2 separate regions of the Siniperca chuatsi genome follow, and region 2 is linked to region 1. Evidence: chromatin contacts called from public Hi-C data. All regions are on one chromosome and are shown on one strand. Each heading gives the region's core, a stretch centred on a gene start, on an enhancer-like site or on the middle of the called end of the contact. The rest is flanking DNA. Distances are from core to core; before and after follow the strand shown. Region 1 overlaps agap1 (arf-GAP with GTPase, ANK repeat and PH domain-containing protein 1). Region 2 holds the start of faimb (fas apoptotic inhibitory molecule b).

What was found. A called contact is a pair of places that touch in the nucleus more often than the background predicts.
Region 2: a contact with region 1 is called in a Hi-C map of skeletal muscle, with 8 times the contacts expected there. The contact joins the promoter of faimb here to the enhancer-like site in region 1. A contact is called at or near these places in 3 of 3 Hi-C or Micro-C datasets (liver, skeletal muscle and an unstated tissue).

The regions. Positions count from the first base shown.
Region 1 is chrLG24:2,262,280-2,265,870 of ASM2008510v1, forward strand. The region is part of intron 1 of agap1 (arf-GAP with GTPase, ANK repeat and PH domain-containing protein 1); the gene reads right to left. Among protein-coding and RNA genes, the nearest start is that of agap1, 34 kb to the right of the region's middle. Within about 2 kb of position 1,937, the one cell type or tissue checked has an H3K27ac peak away from gene starts, as active enhancers do. A contact at or near this core is called in liver, where this site is marked.
Region 2 is chrLG24:2,302,171-2,306,169 of ASM2008510v1, forward strand. It overlaps faimb (fas apoptotic inhibitory molecule b), which reads right to left and starts at 1,984. Exons shown (of 5, transcript XM_044187677.1): 1 at 1,467-1,984; 2 at 1,121-1,390. The coding sequence starts at 1,237.

The sequences.
Region 1 (3,591 bases), core at 687-3,186:
GCTTTGAGACAAAATACAACACAAATCAGGCAGCTTTCAGCGTTAAAAACGCAGCTCTGCCCTTTCAGAAACGGCTGCGGTCGCCTCGACTTTGGGGCCCCAGACAACAAAACCTGTGAGTGAGCGGGAGGAAAATTCAAGCTGACAACTGTGACCCAGATATTCACCGGTGAAGACGGAGCCTGAAATCTGTTGTGAAAGGAAAAGACACGTCGTGGGTTTACTCAGCCAGCAGAGGGCGCCGCTGACGTGAGAAAAGTTCAGACCACACTGCTCTGACTCCTCTTTAAATTTGGTTTCAGGTTGTTTAGCTTTCCTCCAAAGAAAAGCAACACTCACATGTTCACACAGAGGACGTCTGAAGTGCCCTAAACCTGCATTCTCTCTAATGGCCAGCAGGGGGCGACTCCACTGACCAATTATGGTCACATTTAGGGTAAAATAAGGTATGCTTTAGGGCGGGGCGACCTGTCAATCAGGATAGAGGCGATGCGTATCCCCTGCGCTGTGTACATTTAGCTAGCCGTGAACTTGTTTTTGGGTGATGTCGGTGTTTTCGTCTTTGACCCTCTCACAGTGTTTTCACTTCAGGAAAGTTAACTGTAACATTTGGGTCGCCCAAAAATTTTTTGTTGGCTAAAAGACACTCTAAGGAGTCGGCTGTTCATTTTGTTTTTTTTTTAGCATCCCAATTGATATCACAGCTAAGCTAAGTTAGCTCCCCCCTCTCGTCCAAATGTGGTCTCTTCTGGCTCCAAAAAACCAAGATGGCGACGGCCAAAATGCCAAAGCTTCAAAACGGTAGTCCACAAACCAACGGGTGACGTCACGGTGACTAGGTCCACTTCTTTTATACAGGCCATAGTCTGAAGTTTTATCAGAACACCTCACAGCGAGAGTCACACCGTGAAGGAGTTTTTATCCAAACCAGACATCCAGAACTGGAGAAAGTGACACCTACTCTCAGAGAAATCCTTTTAATTTCATTTTCTATTTCAGTAAAGCATTTAGGGGTCACTATTCGAGTAAGGAGAAGGAATTAGGTGGCGATAACAGCATCAGGCGGATAACACAAAAACAGAACTGCGACTATGAAATCATCTATAAAATTTCCAATACAAACCATATAAAAGATTGTATCCTAGAAACAACCTATATGGCCTCAGCTGACTAAAACCATTTTAAAAGGATCAGTGAGACCAATCTAAAATAACTTAATAAGACTATAACGCATCTAGTTTCTGAAATACTCTGCAGCCAGAGGAGAGAACACGCAGTTTCTGCAGCAATGATTTAAATCCACAGAAATAGACGATATTTTGCAGTTCTAAATCTAAACAAATATTAAGATTGTATTATTATTACTATATTTTCAGGGAGCAAAACGTCCATCAAACACCAGAAAAGTGCATAATATCACCACAAACCACCGGCTGCCATTCCAATCTGAAGAGACGAGCTTTAAGGTAAGACGGGATGCATTTGGGCTCAGACAGACCGCCTCCACGCCCTTAACTGGATTTCTTAATGCTTGTTTTCAAGGATAAAAGAAAATTTAGTTATTTTCCATCTGGGCTGAAAACCACCTGGAAAAAGAGGAAGAAATTCTACAATAATACACAATTTTCCCCAAATTTTCCCTGCTGGAATACATTTCCCAGGTGATGTTCAAGGAGTTCACAGACGAGTGGGAAGCTGCTGGGATCCAGTTGTTTCTTTCATTGCTGTTGACTGAAGCCGATTTCAGAAAATCCTGCTCTGGCCTGCGGAGGGCGCTGGTGCACACAGAATAACCCTCCACTGTGATTTCCTGGGTCAGATTCCACTGGGCAGGTTAATGTTTAAAAAGGTCTGTGTGTTCGTGCTGATTGTGACTCTACTACAGTGTGTGCTGGTGGTAGAGGTGGCACAGAGACAGGCTCTGTACAGTTTGGAGCATTCGGAGATGGTGAAAGTGTCATGAAATGAAAAGGTCACAGGTTCAAGACCCTGGCGTGTGTCTCATTAAACGGACAAATCAAGGAGAGCTAAGGAGACGTTTTGTGATTCAGTTTTTAAATGTACTTTCTTTATAAACCCTTTTCCCCTCCACCTGCCTCGTCTGCTTCCACTGGTCACTTCCTACATCTCCCAGAATGCCTTTCGACGACCCAAAGAAAAGTGTGCTCTGGTGATGACATCATTCTGTAGGCCAAACCGGACGATACTTCTATCTCATTGTTAAAACGGCAGATTTCCAATGGAGGTTTTGAACAGGATTTTGCATGAATGAAGAAAAAAAGTTGTCGTAATCCAAAACTTACGATATTCTGAGGTTTTGTTCAACAAGATAATGTCCACAAATCAGTGCACTCACAACAACTGCATGCACATTTTAAAACACTGACAGGTGCAATTCATGTCAAATAAAATAAAAAGTCAGCAGGATGAAGATACAACCTACTGAATAGTGACAGAAACAACAGCTGTAACTGTTCAAGTGTTTTCAAGTGGAATTTTTCTTTAAAAATAAGTTAAAACAGTATCTTAAAAAAAAATCTGTGTTGAACGTGAAGTACGAGAAGCAGGACAAGGTTTGTTCTGCAGCGACTGAATCATATGTGACTGAGAAAAGAAGAAAACCGAGTAGATCTAAATATACAACACACAAAAGAGCCCACAGGAATAAATGCAAATGCAGGGAGACAGATACAGAATCACAGTAACAGCCGTGAGTCAAACACACGCGTTTAAAACCTTTTCAGCCTCTGAAATATTGCGCACACACACACTCAAACATGAAAGGGCAAACAATTTCCCTCTCACACTTACACACAAAGCTGCACATGCCCACCGGCCTCACAAATGCTGATTTAGACGCACAAACACAAAGATAAAAGCACAGAAACAAGATCTTCACTGGTCCATAAGAAACCAGACCACAAAGATCTGTCTGCTTCAGCTCCGTGGGTGATTGATTCATCGAGCACATCATATGTTCACTTTGCAGCAGAAGCTTGTTGCAAGGCCGGGAAGAATAAATGTTTTTAAAGGTTAGGAAAGGTAAAGACAAACAGCTCAGTCTGTCGTATTTAATTCGGGAAAGCGTACAAAATCCTCACCGCCGCACTGCAGGTCAGACGCCAGGAAGAAGTTAGTTAGATGCCACATTGGCCAAACAACTTCCTGCGGCGAACCCTGCAGTGCAATGTCATTCTGCAACACACATCAACAACCAATGAAATATTAGGGCCGTCAATTTTTATTAAAAATTCAAACATTTCATTTGAACGTGAGAAAATATTAAATATTCGAACTATAATTCGACCTGTTCGAATTCAAAGTGTACAGTCCAGCAGAGGGCGCTCTTAACATTCACTATCCGCTTGACCTGCTGCAGCCCTATTGACCTATCAGTAAACTAAGCTAATCAATAAAAATGGAGGACACTCTCCGATCAGTTAATCCTGACACCGAAGCATCTGAGCAGCAGTGTACGGAAGTATTCTGTGTTTCACACCGTAGACGGCAAAATTACCAACAAAGCCGAGGCTGTTTGTGACTTTATAAAAATCAGCGGTCTTACTCTGAGTAGACTCGCCTGCTGCTGCA
Region 2 (3,999 bases), core at 734-3,233, 40 kb after region 1:
AAGAAACTTTAGGTTAAATAAGCAGTTTTTGGTTCTAAGTGATTATTCAGTGTGAGCGAGTGAGTTTTTCAGTTCATTAAAGGAGTTTTATGAGTTATTAAAGCATGTACAAACACAAAGCATACTGTGATTGGAAAGGACAGGGCAGACCACAAACAGTAGTTCGTTCTTAACAACTAAAATCATGGCCGCAAGAGACGGGATTAAAATGAGATTAAGCCAAAAAAACAAAAAAAAGTACTTAAATATTTACGGTATTCTGTTATTACAGTCTTTGTTTTATTGTTTTTTAAATGTATTAATGTAACATAATGCTAATTGGAACAATGATTCTAATACATAAACACCAAAATACACATTAGAAAAATTAAAATTAGATATTTAAGGTTGTACCAGTCAGTGGAACAGCTTTCAATACAGCCGGTTTTCTCAGATCAGCATCCAGTGGCTATTAGAGGAACTGCACCTCATCACACTTGTGTATCCAGCAGATTTGTGTATTTTTAAATAAACAAGCTGTACTTAAGTACAATTTTGAGGTACTTGTACTTGAATACTTCACCACACTTCAGAGGAAAATATTGTACTTTTTTTTACCACATTTTTCTGACAGATTTTACAAACATGTCAGTTTATAAAATATGATGCATTGTTTTAGATTAAATTTAGCATTTAGCAGCTACAAGTAGCTCCAGCTCGACCAACTACAACATTAAAAACAGCATATAACACTGACAGGGCTAATTTGCATAATGACTACTTTAAGTACATTTTGTTTCCAATACTTCTGTATATTTACAGTCTTTTTGAGTATTTTAAAGTGTACTACTGCTACTTTTACTTCACTAAATGTTCTGAATACTTATTCCATCACATTTTTTTAATATTCAAAGTTAGCTTTTGTTATTGTTTCCACACTCAGCTGTGGTTTGAGCACATAAACCACTAACAAGGTGTCCTAAAATTCACCACTTTTTCTTCAGGCCTCTAAAGATCCCTCCGATGAAACAAAATGTGATGTGCGGTCACAGGTAGACTTCATTTTAAAGGGGTTACAGGCTGAAAAAGCTTTTGAACCGTCGACATAAACTCCCAGAAACAGACTTAAACAGGCTCTCACCTGTCCGTTGACGTAAACGATGCGTTTCCCAGTGGTGGTGCCATGAGCAAACTCAATCCTGAAAACGCCGTCGCTCAGCGCCACCTCCCACATGGCCACCATATCTCCACTCAGCATCTCTGACACACCTCAGGATCCTCTCCTGAAAATCACAAAATCACCTTCTCGGAGAAACAGGTCGGCCGAAAAGTCATGTTCGGGAGCTGTGTGTTGGGGAGTGCTCGTCCCGCTCGGCTCAGCGGAGGTGTCGGCTCAGCAGCAGGTGTATTACTGTAAGAGGCTTACTGACGTGAGCTCACTCTATATCCTACTGCCACAGATAATTAGGACAAGCTTTGGTTTGTACCTGGGTTTGTTTGAGACAGCAGAAACTCCACGTAAGCCTCCACTTTAAAAACAGAAAGTGTGTTTGTAGGTTGATGTTCCGGCGCTGACCTCTGACCTTTTCCCCCCGAAACAAAAAGGTGAGAGAAAAGAGATTCGCTGTTTAGGCAAGACAAAAGAAAAAGGTTTAACAAGAAGGTAAAACAAATATAAAAAGGGACATATGTGAATATGAAAATGAAGCTTTATGAGACATTTTTTCATTCTGGTGTCCCAAAAATGGCAGCGTTTCGTCACCGACTTTGCATTTTGAGGACTTAATTAGCTAAACAGAAGTATTTTCTCTTTGCGAGAACCTACACTTTTATAGATTTTCCTTTTCCTTTGTTAAAAGTAGTTAAACTAAGGAGATTTTTCTTTTAGACCTGGCCAAGAAGAACATTATCAAGAGACAGAAAGTAGGAAAGTAGACAAGATGAAAAGAAAGTAAAAGGAAGGAAAGTGGGAAAGAAGGTAAGAAGCAACACAAGTAAAAGAAAGGAGTGGGAAAAAAGGTAAGAGGCAACTCAAAGTAAAAGGAAGGAAAGAAAGTAAGAGGCAACACAAAGTAAAGAAAGTGGGAAAAAAGGTAAGAGGTAACAAAAAGTAAAAGGAAGGAAAGTGGGAAAGAAGGTAAAAGGCAACAAAAAGTAAAAGGAAGGAACGTGGGAAAGAAGGTAAGAGGCAACACAAAGTAAAAGAAAAGAAAGTTGGAAAGAAGGTAAGAAGCAACAAAAAGTAAAAGGAATGTGGGAAAGAAGGTAAGAGGCAACACAAAGTAAAAGAAAAGAGTGGGAAAGAAGGTAAGAGGCAACACAAAGTAAAAGAAAAGAAAGTTGGAAAGAAGGTAAGAGGGAACAAAAAGTAAAAGGAAGGAAAGTTGGAAAGAAGAGGCAACAAAAAGTAAAAGGAAGGAAAGTTGGAAAGAAGGTAAGAGATAACACAAAGTAAAAGAAAGGAACGTGGGAAAGAAGGTAAGAGGCAACTCAAAGTAAAAGTAAGGAAAGAAAGTAAGAGACAACACAAAGTAAAGAAAGTGGGGAAAAAAGGTAAGAGGTAACAAAAAGTAAAAGGAAGGAAAGTGGGAAAGAAGGTAAAAGGCAACAAAAGTAAAAGGAAGGAACGTGGGAAAGAAGGTAAGAGGCAACACAAAGTAAAAGAAAAGAAAGTTGGAAAGAAGGTAAGAAGCAACAAAAAGTAAAAGGAATGTGGGAAAGAAGGTAAGAGGCAACACAAAGTAAAAGAAAAGAAAGTTGGAAAGGAGGTAAGAGGCAACACAAAGTAAAAGAAAAGAAAGTTGGAAAGAAGGTAAGAGGGAACAAAAAGTAAAAGGAAGGAAAGTTGGAAAGAAGAGGCAACAAAAAGTAAAAGGAAGGAAAGTTGGAAAGAAGGTAAGAGATAACACAAAGTAAAAGAAAGGAACGTGGGAAAGAAGGTAAGAGGCAACTCAAAGTAAAAGTAAGGAAAGAAAGTAAGAGACAACACAAAGTAAAGAAAGTGGGGAAAAAAGGTAAGAGGTAACAAAAAGTAAAAGGAAGGAAAGTGGGAAAGAAGGTAAAAGGCAACAAAAAGTAAAAGGAAGGAACGTGGGAAAGAAGGTAAGAGGCAACACAAAGTAAAAGAAAAGAAAGTTGGAAAGAAGGTAAGAAGCAACAAAAAGTAAAAGGAATGTGGGAAAGAAGGTAAGAGGCAACACAAAGTAAAAGAAAAGAAAGTTGGAAAGGAGGTAAGAGGCAACACAAAGTAAAAGAAAAGAAAGTTGGAAAGAAGGTAAGAGGGAACAAAAAGTAAAAGGAAGGAAAGTTGGAAAGAAGAGGCAACAAAAAGTAAAAGGAAGGAAAGTTGGAAAGAAGAGGCAACAAAAAGTAAAAGGAAGGAAAGTTGGAAAGAAGGTAAGAGGTACACAAAGTAAAAGGAAGGAAAGTGGGAAAGAAGGTAAAAGGCAACAAAAAGTAAAAGGAAGGAATGTGGGAAAGAAGGTAAGAGGCAACTCAAAGTAAAAGGAAGGAAAGAAAGTAAGAGACAACACAAAGTAAAGAAAGTGGGAAAAAAGGTAAGAGGTACACAAAGTAAAAGGAAGGAAAGTGGGAAAGAAGGTAAAAGGCAACACAAAGTAAAAGTAAGGAAAGTTGGAAAGAAGGTAAGAGGCAACAAAAAGTAAAAGGAAGGAATGTGGGAAAGAAGATAAGAGGCAACACAAAGTAAAAGGAAAGAGTGGGAAAGATGGTAAGAGGCAACACAAAGTAAAAGGACAGGAAGTGGGAAAGAAGGCAAGAGGCTGTATTTTTTTATTCACTGATGCTGTGCAACATCGCAGTGTCAGATTATATTCAATAATACACTTGCAGTGGCCACATCAATAGCTGCCATTGGGGAGAGATTATAAGAGGTGGACAGGTCGTTCAGGAGCTGGCTCTCACAATAAGGTTAAGATATTAGGAATCCTTCACTCCTACTGACAGATATAAACATACTTTTTATCTGTCAGATATAAAGTATGCTGTCTGCTGCAGGAG